Linked DNA regions of Sus scrofa: region 1 is linked to region 2. The links are chromatin contacts, called in public Hi-C maps. All regions are on one chromosome and are shown on one strand. Each heading gives the region's core, a stretch centred on a gene start, on an enhancer-like site or on the middle of the called end of the contact. The rest is flanking DNA. Distances are from core to core; before and after follow the strand shown. Region 1 overlaps PPP1R16B (protein phosphatase 1 regulatory inhibitor subunit 16B). Region 2 holds the start of PPP1R16B (protein phosphatase 1 regulatory inhibitor subunit 16B).

Region 1 (5,174 bases), core at 2,529-5,028, 67 kb after region 2:
GGCCCCAGGACGGGAGGGCACTTGAGCCCTGAATGCAAGAGGAAAGCTGATCCCAACCTTGAATTATGTAAGGACATCTTTGGCATTTGGCTTTTTTTGACATGGAATGGGGAAACTACACCCAAACAAGCAGGTATGGGAATTAAATAGGAGAGAAAGGCCCTCAAGGTCACCTGTGGCGTCAGTCTGCATTCTGGTTTCTGCTTTCAGCGAACGCTGTTGGCACCTACTTTGTGCCAGTCTCATGATGAGAGTCAAGAGCAGATGTCCGATAAATGTTTTTGGGAAGGAGGGAGGAGGAGGAAGGGGAGGGAGAAATCGAGGAAGGAAGGGAGGGAGGAAGGAAGGATGGACAGACAGACAGACAGAAATTCCCTCATGGAGCCTGTGGTCCTGGGACTAAATATTTACAATCCAGCTCAGTGCTGGTCAACAGGAAAAAAAGTAAGAGCCACATACTTAACTTAAAATTTTCTAGCAGCTACCTTTAAGCAGAAAAGAAATGGGCGAAATTGATTTGTATAACATTTTCTTTAACTTAATCTATTCTTTCAGCATATAATCAGTACAAAAAATTACTGAGACATTTTCTGTCTTTTTTTTTTTTTGGTTCTAAATCTTCCAGGTCAGTCCAGTGTGCGTGTTACACTCAGCGCAAATATTTCAGTCGAGGTTTTGCACATCCAGAGAGCCCCACAGCCCTGCGCGGCAGGTGGCACCTTACGGGCCACCGTGAAGGGTGAGGGGCACCCTGGCTGCTGAGGGCACTTAATTCAGGGTCAAGGAAGTGGTACCTTCCTTCATGTATGCTTCAGCACACTGAATATTTGCTCAATGTTTGTGATTGTTGAGTGTCTCCTGCACTGGTATGGGGGCTGGTTGGGGACCTAGTTGGTGGCAGGAAGGGAGGGATATTCCAGACTGAGGGCAGGGCAGAGTGCAGGCTCAGGGAGGGCAGGGCTGGAGTCTGCCTTGTTCACTGCTTTGTGCTCACACCTGGCACGGAGTTGGTGCCTCGTGGATATTTGTGGGGAAGGAGGAAGGGGGAAGAGGAGTTGGGTGCTCCTAGAGCATCGGAGACACAGGAAGGAATGGGAGAGGAGAGGGAGCGTCAGGGTCACTCGTGGCGTGGGAGGATGTGTCAAACCATCGATTGCAGGCCCTCCCCCGGAGCTCCCGATCCAGTAGGTCTGAAGTAGAGCCACAGGATTTATGCTTCTAGCAAATTCCCAGGTGATGCCGTTGCTGCTGGGACCACACCGTGAGAACCACTGGGCTGGCTCCTGGCAGAGCCGAGGCAATGGGGAGCCATGGGAGGTTTCTGAGCAGGAGAGAAGCACACTCAGGGCTGTGCTTTAGGAAACTCTATGTGGCCGCTGTCTCCTGCCCCACCTCTCTCCAGCCCATCCACGGTACCTCAGCTCAGAGGATGCCTCAAGACCCGGTCCCATCCTCACACAGTGGGGAAGATGAGGTCGTGCCCCCAGAACAAGAGAAGAGACCAAGGTGACGACTGACGTGTCTTTAGCACCGTGGGTGGAAATAGAAACCCTTAGTCAGCTGTAGGCTTTAGTGAAGAATTTCCCTGGTTCACAGAAATTCGACTGGCTGGGAGGGAAGGGGGCTTAGTTTCTCGAGCATCTAGGAGACCTGGACTGGTGGCTGAGTGGTTCTGACTCAGGGTCTCTCGTGAGGTTGTAGTCAGTGTGTCACCAGGGCTCCCATCCCCTGAGGGCGCTTGACTGGGGCTCCAAGCTCTGATTCCACCATGGCTCTGGCATGGCTGTTGGCAGGAGGCCTCAGTCCCTCTCCAAGAGGTCTTGCCAAGACTGCTGCAGTGTCTTCACAACAAGGCAGCTTCTTCTCCAGAGTGAGTGGGCCAGGGAGCAGGATGGAACCTGCAAGGTCTTCTGTGACCCAGCCTCACAGTCACACACCGTTCTGTGGTGACACATGTCAGTCAGTCCTGTTCCGTGTGGGAAGCGACGGTGTGAGAGCGCATCTTAGGCGGAAGGACTGCATCTTGGAGACTGGCTGCTCAGCCCACAAGACGTCGACGATGTCCAGCCCATGGAGCCACTGTTTGGTGTCTTGGAGCTTGAAGCCTGGGCTTCATGTCCCTATGGGATGCCTGCTGGGAGGGGAGTGCCAACTAGGTAGATGATAATAGTAATAATACTATAAGCAAATAATAAATAATGACATTAATTCTTACATCAATATAACCTACCTCTCAGGTACGCGTATGAGGCTCTAGCTCCTCTTTTCCAGATGGAGGTTCAGATGGAGGAGATGACGTGCCTGGGGTTGGATCACTGGGAAATGAGGTCTGAATTCTCAGCCCCTCCACCCATGTTTCCATGCCGGGTGCAATGCTTAGGTAGACTTCCTGTCCCTCAACGGTACATTTTGGTGACCCCTCTCCAAGGTGGGAATGATTGTAGCAAAGAGCAAAGGACGGACCAGCCCCTTTATCCCTCTGGCTCAGAGCCTGCTTCCGAGTGTGCTGGCGGAACCGGAAACGGGAAGGCTCTGGGCTGCAGATCCCCAGCTCTCAAGACCTGGGGTCGGGTTCAGCTCTAAGACATGCACTGAAATCATTATGGTGGAGCAAGCATGGAATTCATCTGGAGTCTCCTACCAGATGACCTGGGGCAAGTTAATTAAACTCACTGTGCCTCAGTATCCACATTTGTAAAATAGCATCAATCAGAGAGGCAGCCTCTCTCCTGCCCAGGGCAGTGGGAGGGTCTCAGTGAGCTAATTCCTGCAAAGGGCTAGGCCTGCAGTAACTGCTCAACAGCTGTGAGCTCCTGCTGTCACCGGCTGGTTAGACGCTGATGTATCTGCTCTCGGTTCCCACGTCTGGCTGAGTCCTGGGGACAGGAGGGTTGAGACCAATCCATTGCCATTTGTTACTAGGTCCCAGAACTGAGGATATTGCCAACAAATGATCCCATGTCCCATATACTTAACTCTGCCTCCAGAAGCTGCCCTGGTCCTTTCCCAGCTGGGCCTTCTTTTGCTAAGAACAGTGGGTTCCAGAAGCTCTGGAAAACCTGCAGACTTGCTCCTCTCCTAGTGCAGCCAGCTCCTCTCTGATAAGAGAGTGGATTTTTCCATTTCCTGCAGCAAAAATGCTCCTGCTTCCCCCCTGCCCACCCAGCTGTCCTGGTTTCTGCTCCTGAGCAGGAAGAAGCTGGGTATCTCGACATCCTGAGAGATGGTGCAGCAGGAGGGGAGAGTACGAAGACTGGGGCCCTGGGACAGGTGGGCCTGGGTGGCAGGCAGCGTGCCCTACCCGGAGACAGACGTCTCCGGCCTGCTGCCACAAGGCAGATCCTCCGTATCAACAATGACAAAACCAAATACCAGCAAATAAAACCCCCAGCCAGCAAACAGGATGCAGGGTCCGGATAAAAATACCAGCTTTTTTTTGCAGCTGCAGCCTCCACCGTGCAGGTTGCAGAAGGTCACGCTCTTGACAGGAAACTCGGCTGCTCTCAGGGCTGCGGGGGAGAGGCGGCTGAGTTGGGGTGGGGGGTGAGACGGTGGGGAGAAAGGTGAGTGACAGCTGGCTTCTGGGGGCTTGTGCCCCCCTCATTCCTTGGCAGGTGAAGACACTGAGCCTGACCTGCTCAGGCCCCTCTTGGCCACGGTCCCATGGTCCACCTTGGCCATACATTGATTTCTTTGTCTCCTAGCTGAGACTTTTACTGTGAGGATTAAGTGACTGTGTGGTTTTCAATGTGCTTTGTTAGCGGAAAAGCGCTGCACCAGAGATCAGCAAACTTTTTCTGCAAAGGGCCAGATAAGAGATATTGCAGATTCTGTGAGCCGTACACTCTATTACTACAGAGAAAGCAGCCATAGGCCACGCATAAATAGAAGAGTGTGTATTTCAATTAAATTTCACTTACGGACACTGATATTTGCCTATCGTATAATTTTCGTGGGTCACAAAATATTACTCTTTTTTGATTTTTTTCCCCAACCATTAAAAAAATACATAAAGCATTCCCTCTCTCTCTCTCTCTCTCTCGGCCATGCTCACCTCATGTGGAAGTTCCCGGGCCAGGGATCAAACCCAAGCCACAGCAGTGATGATGCTGAATTCTTAAACTGCAGAAAAAATTCTTAACATGCAGGCAGTTCATAGGGGCAAGATTTGGCCATGGGGCCACATTTTGCCAGCCTCTTTGCAATGCAAAGGGGTTATTATTATTATTGCTGTTTAACTTCCTACCCAAGGAATCTCAGCTTCACAATCTCCTCCATGTGGTCAGTCAGCTTGAAACTTCATTTCTCCCCAAGAGACTCTTAGCAGAAATGTAGTGCTAAGACCTACATTCATCATTTGGTGGAGGGTTTTTGTTTTATAGTGCAATTAGAAAATCCTGATTATAAAGGTACATAGTTTTAAATGTTTGGAAAATTCTGGCAACCATAAAATAAAAATCACTGATAACTGTAGTTAATACCTTATTTTTTTTTCCAGTGAGAAATGTGTGTCTGCGTTCCTTTCCAACTGAGACTGCATTGAATGAATGTATAGTTTTGGTTTTTTGTTTTTCCATTCTATGTTATAGCATTTTCCTATGTCGTTAAAAATTCCTCCAAGATAGCAGCTGTGGAATATTCCATTATATGGATGTCCCATATTTTGCCTAAGCTGTCTCAAAACATCTAGACATTTGGGTTGCTTCCAGTATTTCTGAATGATAAGCAATGTGTATAACCTTTGCCTCCACGCCCACTCTCCCCTCACCTGATCATTTTTAAAGGTGTGTATGTGTTGAAGAGTCTTAGGAAAAACTGTGGTTTTGACTTACACACTGACCATTTTTCTTGCATTGAATTTTGCTTTGCTGCTAATGATTTTGTAAGGTTTTCTAACTGATAATTATTTTCTCCACCCCATTGCTGGCTCTGGGCAACCACTGATCTGCTTTTGGTTTATGATTTCATTTTGAAGTATTTTTTAAAATCAACCTAAAGCTGATTACCTCCTCTTCTTGCCCTTAATTCCATTCTACATCATAGCGCTATTGCCAACCCCATTTTCCTTGTGTTTGCATTCTCCTGTTTTGTGTTTGAGCTTTCATTTATTTTCAGTCTCTCTGCTATTTGGTTGGGATGCATATCTGGTTCACAGGACACAGTTGGTTTGTTTT
Region 2 (4,791 bases), core at 2,082-4,581:
TCCTTAACCCAGAGTGAGGCCAGAGATTGAACCCATGTCCTCATGGATACTAGTCAGGTTTGTTGCCACTGAGCCACAGTGGGAACTCCTCTCATTGTAATTTTGATTTGTTTCTTTGACGGCTAATGATGTTGAGCGTCTTCTCAGGTACTTATTGGCCATTTCTACATCTTCTTTGGAAAAATGTCTATTCTGATTCCTTGTTCATGTTTACATTGTTATTTGCCTTTTTATTATTGAGATGTAAGAGTTCCTTATATATTGTAGATAAAAGTCCCTTATCAGACATATGTTTTGCAAATATTTCCTCCCACTCAGTGGGTTCTGTGGGTTATTTGTTTGCTAAGGCTGCCATATCAAAATGTCACAAACTGGGTGGCTTAAACAACAGAAATGTATTTCTCACAGTTCCAGAGGCTAGAAATCCAAGATCATAGTGTCTGCAGATTTGGTTTCTCTCTAGTCCTTGCTCTTGGACTCATAGATGGCTGTCTTTTCTCTCTCTGTCCTCAAGTGGTCTTTGCCCTGTGCAAACATTCCTGGTGTCTCTTCCTTTTCTTATAAGGACACTAGGTATTAGATCAGGACCCCACCCTAAGGATCTTACTTTGACTTAATCACCTCTTTAAAGACCTTATCTCCAAATACAGTTACAGTCTGAGGTACTAAGGGTTAGGACTGGCCTGTGAATTTGGGGGGGGAACACAGTTTGGCCAGTCATCTATCTTTTCACTTTCTTCATGGTGTCCTTTGAAGCACAAACATTTTTAATTTTAATGAACTGTCTACTTTTTATTTTATTTTTTATTTATGTTTATTTTTAAATTTGAATGGCTTGTCTCTTTTCTCCTCTGTTGCTTGTGCTATAGGTGCCATATCCAAGAAACCACGGTTTCATCCGAGATCACCACTTATGCCTATGCTTTCTTCTGAGAGTTTTACAATTTTAGCTCTTACATTTCAGCTTTCTGTCTTTTGTCTGGTGTTTTTTGCCTTTCACGGCTGCACCTGTGGCATCTGGAGGTTCCCAGGCTAGGGGTCGAATCGAAGCTACAGCTGCTGGCCTATGCCACAGCCACAGCAATGCAGGATCCAAGCCATGTCTTCGACCTATACCACAGCTCATGGCAATGCTGGATCCTTCACCCACTGAGCGAGGCCAGGGATCAAACCCACATCTTCATGGATGCTAGTCTGGTTCGTTACCACTGAGCCACAATGGGGACTCCCAGCCTTCTGTTTTGAATTAATTTTTATACAAGGTGTGAGGTCGAGGTCCAGCCTCGTTCTTTTGCACATAGAAATCCAGTGGTACCAGGAGTTCCCACTGTAGTGCAACTGGATCAGCAGCGTCTCTGTAACACCAAGATACAGGTTCGATACCCAGCCCGACTCAGTGAGTTAAAGGATGTGGCTTTGCCCCAGTTGCAGCTTAGGTCACAACCGTGGCTTGGATCTGATCCCTGGCTTGGGAACTCCATGTGTTGTGGGCCAGCCAAAAAAAGAAAAAGAAAAAAAAAAATGAAGAAGAAGAAAAAAGAAATCCAGTTGTCCCAGCACCATTGGTTGAAAAGACTATTCTTTCCCCATTGAGTTGTCTTGCCACTCTTGTTGAAAATCAAGTGGTCATAAAAGTAAAGGCTTATATCTGGAATCTCAATTTTATTCCATTGATCCATGTCTGTCCTTATACCCTACTGCACGGTCTTAATTACTGTAGCTTTGAGGTACATTCTGAAATCAGGAAGTGTGTGTCTTCTGCCTGATTCTGTATATACTTGAACTTTTGATATCAAACGTGGTGAGCGGTGTCAGTGCACCACACAGCGTGGGGTCTGGGCCCATACTCCAGGCAGCCTGTCAGGAAAGCAGGCTCCAAGTTCCCCACATGCCTCGGAGAGATGGATTCCTGCCCTCTCAGCCTACAGCTCTTTGGGATAAATCAATGGAAACATTCTGCAGAGAACAATGATCCCCTTGGGTTATTTTAAACATCACTTTAAATCTTCCCCACCTATTCTAGTCTCTAATTGCTCCTACTGTAACAGTGTCATTCACGACTGGATTATTAATGAACTGGGAGGAAGCCAGGGGGCAAATTGGGGAGAGGCTTTCAGAGAAACTGGGAGTTGGGGGACCGGGATAAACCCTATCTAGAGGTTTTCACTTCCCCAAGAAAGGTTATGGAGTTTCCTCAGCAAACAGGAAATCACAAAACTCAGTTTATGCTGTCAGCCTTGGAAAAACGTGGCTGTGTGATAATGAGTAAGACAGTTCTTCCAACAAGACTGCTGGGAATTGAATTAACCAGGTGTCACCCCCAAACCCCACAAACATAAACCTTCTCCTTGCCCCACTGGCTGGCCTTGGGGTGCCTTGGGCTCTAATCTGGAGGCTGAGAAAGCTCAGGAAACAAGGCCCTTTGTGGAGAAGAGAACTCTATTGTTCTAAAGCCAATGTTCAGCGGGTGTGGATTCCAGAGAATGTTTGAGGATGGATTTTTCCCCCTTTTGTTTGTTAACTTTCGCTCCTCTTCCTAGGGGGTTGGGGGTGGGGTGGAGAGAAGGGTCCTCTCACCAGCAGCTTTCAGATAGTTAAGGCCATTGTCCTGTGAAGAAAAGATGGTGCTCAGAGCAGGGGCCTTCAGATCAGGAAAGGGGCTTGAACTCGACAACAGAAGCCACCGGGTGTGTTTTGCCTTGTATTGTTAGCACTAGATCTCAGGGAGGCAGCCCCTTTCTAGACTCTGCACCTCCCCAGTAGTTGCAGAAGTCAGTGGAGGTCCCACCACTCCCTTCCTCCTCCACTTCACCTCCTTCCAGAAAGAGGAAATGATGCGATTCTATGCCGCAGGCCAGGGCCCCCATGCTCCCACTAATCTGGCTCCTCGCCTGCGGCCCCCGCCAGCTGGAAGACCCGCTCCCACTGATCTGTCCCCAGGGCAAGGCCTGGTTGGGCTCCTGGACGTCCTAAGAAGCCTTCAGACTCAAGCTGCACAGGCCTTCGGAATAGGTGCTAATGCTGTGTGACCTTGGGTGCTTTTCGTGCTGCTCTCTGGGCTTGGTATGCTCTTCCATCAAATGGGAGCAAGAATGCAGTCCTGGGCTTCCCTTTTTCAAAGTGGTGTTGGAGGGTGGGAGGAAGACCAAAAGGAAAACTCTGAACTCTGGTCGCGTCTCATTCGCCTTCAATTTCCAGCTGCTCAAAGGGTGCGGAGGGCACCCGGGGAAGCGGGGACCCTTCCCGGAGCCCTGCCGCCTGTCAGGTCGAGCGGAGCGCGCCCACCCCCTTCCCGCGAGCTCAGGCCCCGCCTTGGGGGAGGAGCCGAGGGGCGGCGCGGAGGCTGGCGGCCGAGCCCGGCAGGCTTCTGTCGCCGCACCGGCAGCGGTGGCTCGGGGACTGACAGACCGAGCCAGGGCAGCGAGCCGCCCGGGGCAGGGCTCGGGAGAGCGGGTGAGTTCCCCGGCGGGTGCTGCCTACACCCGCTGCGCTCTGCGGCTTGACCGGGCGGGGAGGTGGTCGCAGCCTCTGGGGGTCTGGCTGGGGGTGATAGTGGCGCTTTGGCTGAGGGCCGGCAGCAGAAGATAATTGGGGTGGGGGGGTGGGGCAGACTGGAAAAGCGGGTACCCGGAGCGCAGGGCAGGGCAGTTGGGCTGGGGTGGGGGGCGTTCTCCTGGGTCTAGGGCGCCAGAGACGAGGCCGAGGTACCGGGCGCATTGGCACGTTGTTGGCTGGGGCCGCCGTGGCCGGATGTTGGGGCGGGCAGGGGGTTTCTCGGCGGGTTCTGGGCTCTTGGGCCGCCGTCTGCCGGGGGGCGCAGTGCCAGGCAGCGCGAGTCACAACTAGCATCAAACAGCCCCGGCGCCCCAGCCTCGGGCCAGGCTCGGCGGCGCCGCCCCCTCGCGTGGCGGCACTTGGTCCCCAAAGGCGGTGGGCAGGGCGCCGGGAGCGCTTCTGCCCGGGCGGGAAAGGTCCCCAGGGCAGGCGCCCCCGCGTGCAGTCCCGCCCCCTGCAGGATCCATCTGACAGCGTCCGTTGGTCCCAGGGAGACCCGCCTGTGGTTGTTCCTGGCCTCTCCAAAGGGCCGCCGTGAGTCCGCGGCTCGGCCCCCTGCGCCGGGAACGCTCCTCTCCTCCCGAGTCCCGCGCCTCGATTCCTGCCGGAGGAGCGCCCCCGAGCGCCTACGATGGGCAGAAACTGTGCAGCCTTCCCGGGAGAGGTCGCATAGAAGGGGCTCCCCAAGGTCACCCGCAGCGCCCAGGCTCAGCTACCCAGACCGCTCCGAATGGAGAGCCAGGAGTGGGGGAGGTGGCTTTCGCTGCCCGCCTCCTTTCCTGAGGCCGACTGCCTCCCTCCCTCCTCCTCCTCCAGTCCGGACCGGCTTAGCGGGAGATGCTGATGGGGCAGCTCCCAGCCTCGGGCGGAAAATTGAGCCAAGATAGCCTTGAATCTGGTCCTCCCGGGAGAGCCGCGTGCAAAGCCCAAGACCCGGTGCTCCCAGGCATCTCAGGAGCCCAGGGAGGGAGACGCGGCTGCATAAGCGCTTCTCAGAATCGAAAGCCGAGCTGCTTGCGCGCCCATGTGATTGGATTCCACATAATGGGCCCCTGTTTTCGCTGTCAGAAGCGCCCACCAGCTCCCGGCAGCCTTGGACTCCAGGTGCCGCCTCTGAATCGCCCTCTGTGGTGCGCCCGGGGCCCCGAGGTGTCCGGCGCCCTTGCCCGCAGGGCTCTCCGTTAGCCGCCTCGGCCCGGGGGTACTTGTCTGTGGGCCCTGCCATTTCCTGTGGCT

The links. Hi-C and Micro-C count contacts between places; a contact is called where the count stands out from the background.
Region 1: a contact with region 2 is called in a Hi-C map of liver, with 4 times the contacts expected there. The contact joins the enhancer-like site here to the promoter of PPP1R16B in region 2. A contact is called at or near these places in 10 of 47 Hi-C or Micro-C datasets (alveolar macrophages, blood, brain and 4 more) and 1 of 2 datasets of contacts at active chromatin or transcription factors (skeletal muscle).

The regions. Positions count from the first base shown.
Region 1 is chr17:41,816,778-41,821,951 of Sscrofa11.1, forward strand. All of the region lies in intron 2 of PPP1R16B (protein phosphatase 1 regulatory inhibitor subunit 16B), which reads left to right. Among named protein-coding and RNA genes, the nearest start is that of FAM83D, 50 kb to the right of the region's middle. Within about 2 kb of position 3,779, at least 11 of the 83 cell types and tissues checked have an H3K27ac peak or open chromatin away from gene starts, as enhancers often do. A contact at or near this core is called in liver, where this site is marked.
Region 2 is chr17:41,750,366-41,755,156 of Sscrofa11.1, forward strand. It overlaps PPP1R16B (protein phosphatase 1 regulatory inhibitor subunit 16B), which reads left to right and starts at 3,332. Exons shown (of 11, transcript XM_003134439.6): 1 at 3,332-3,453.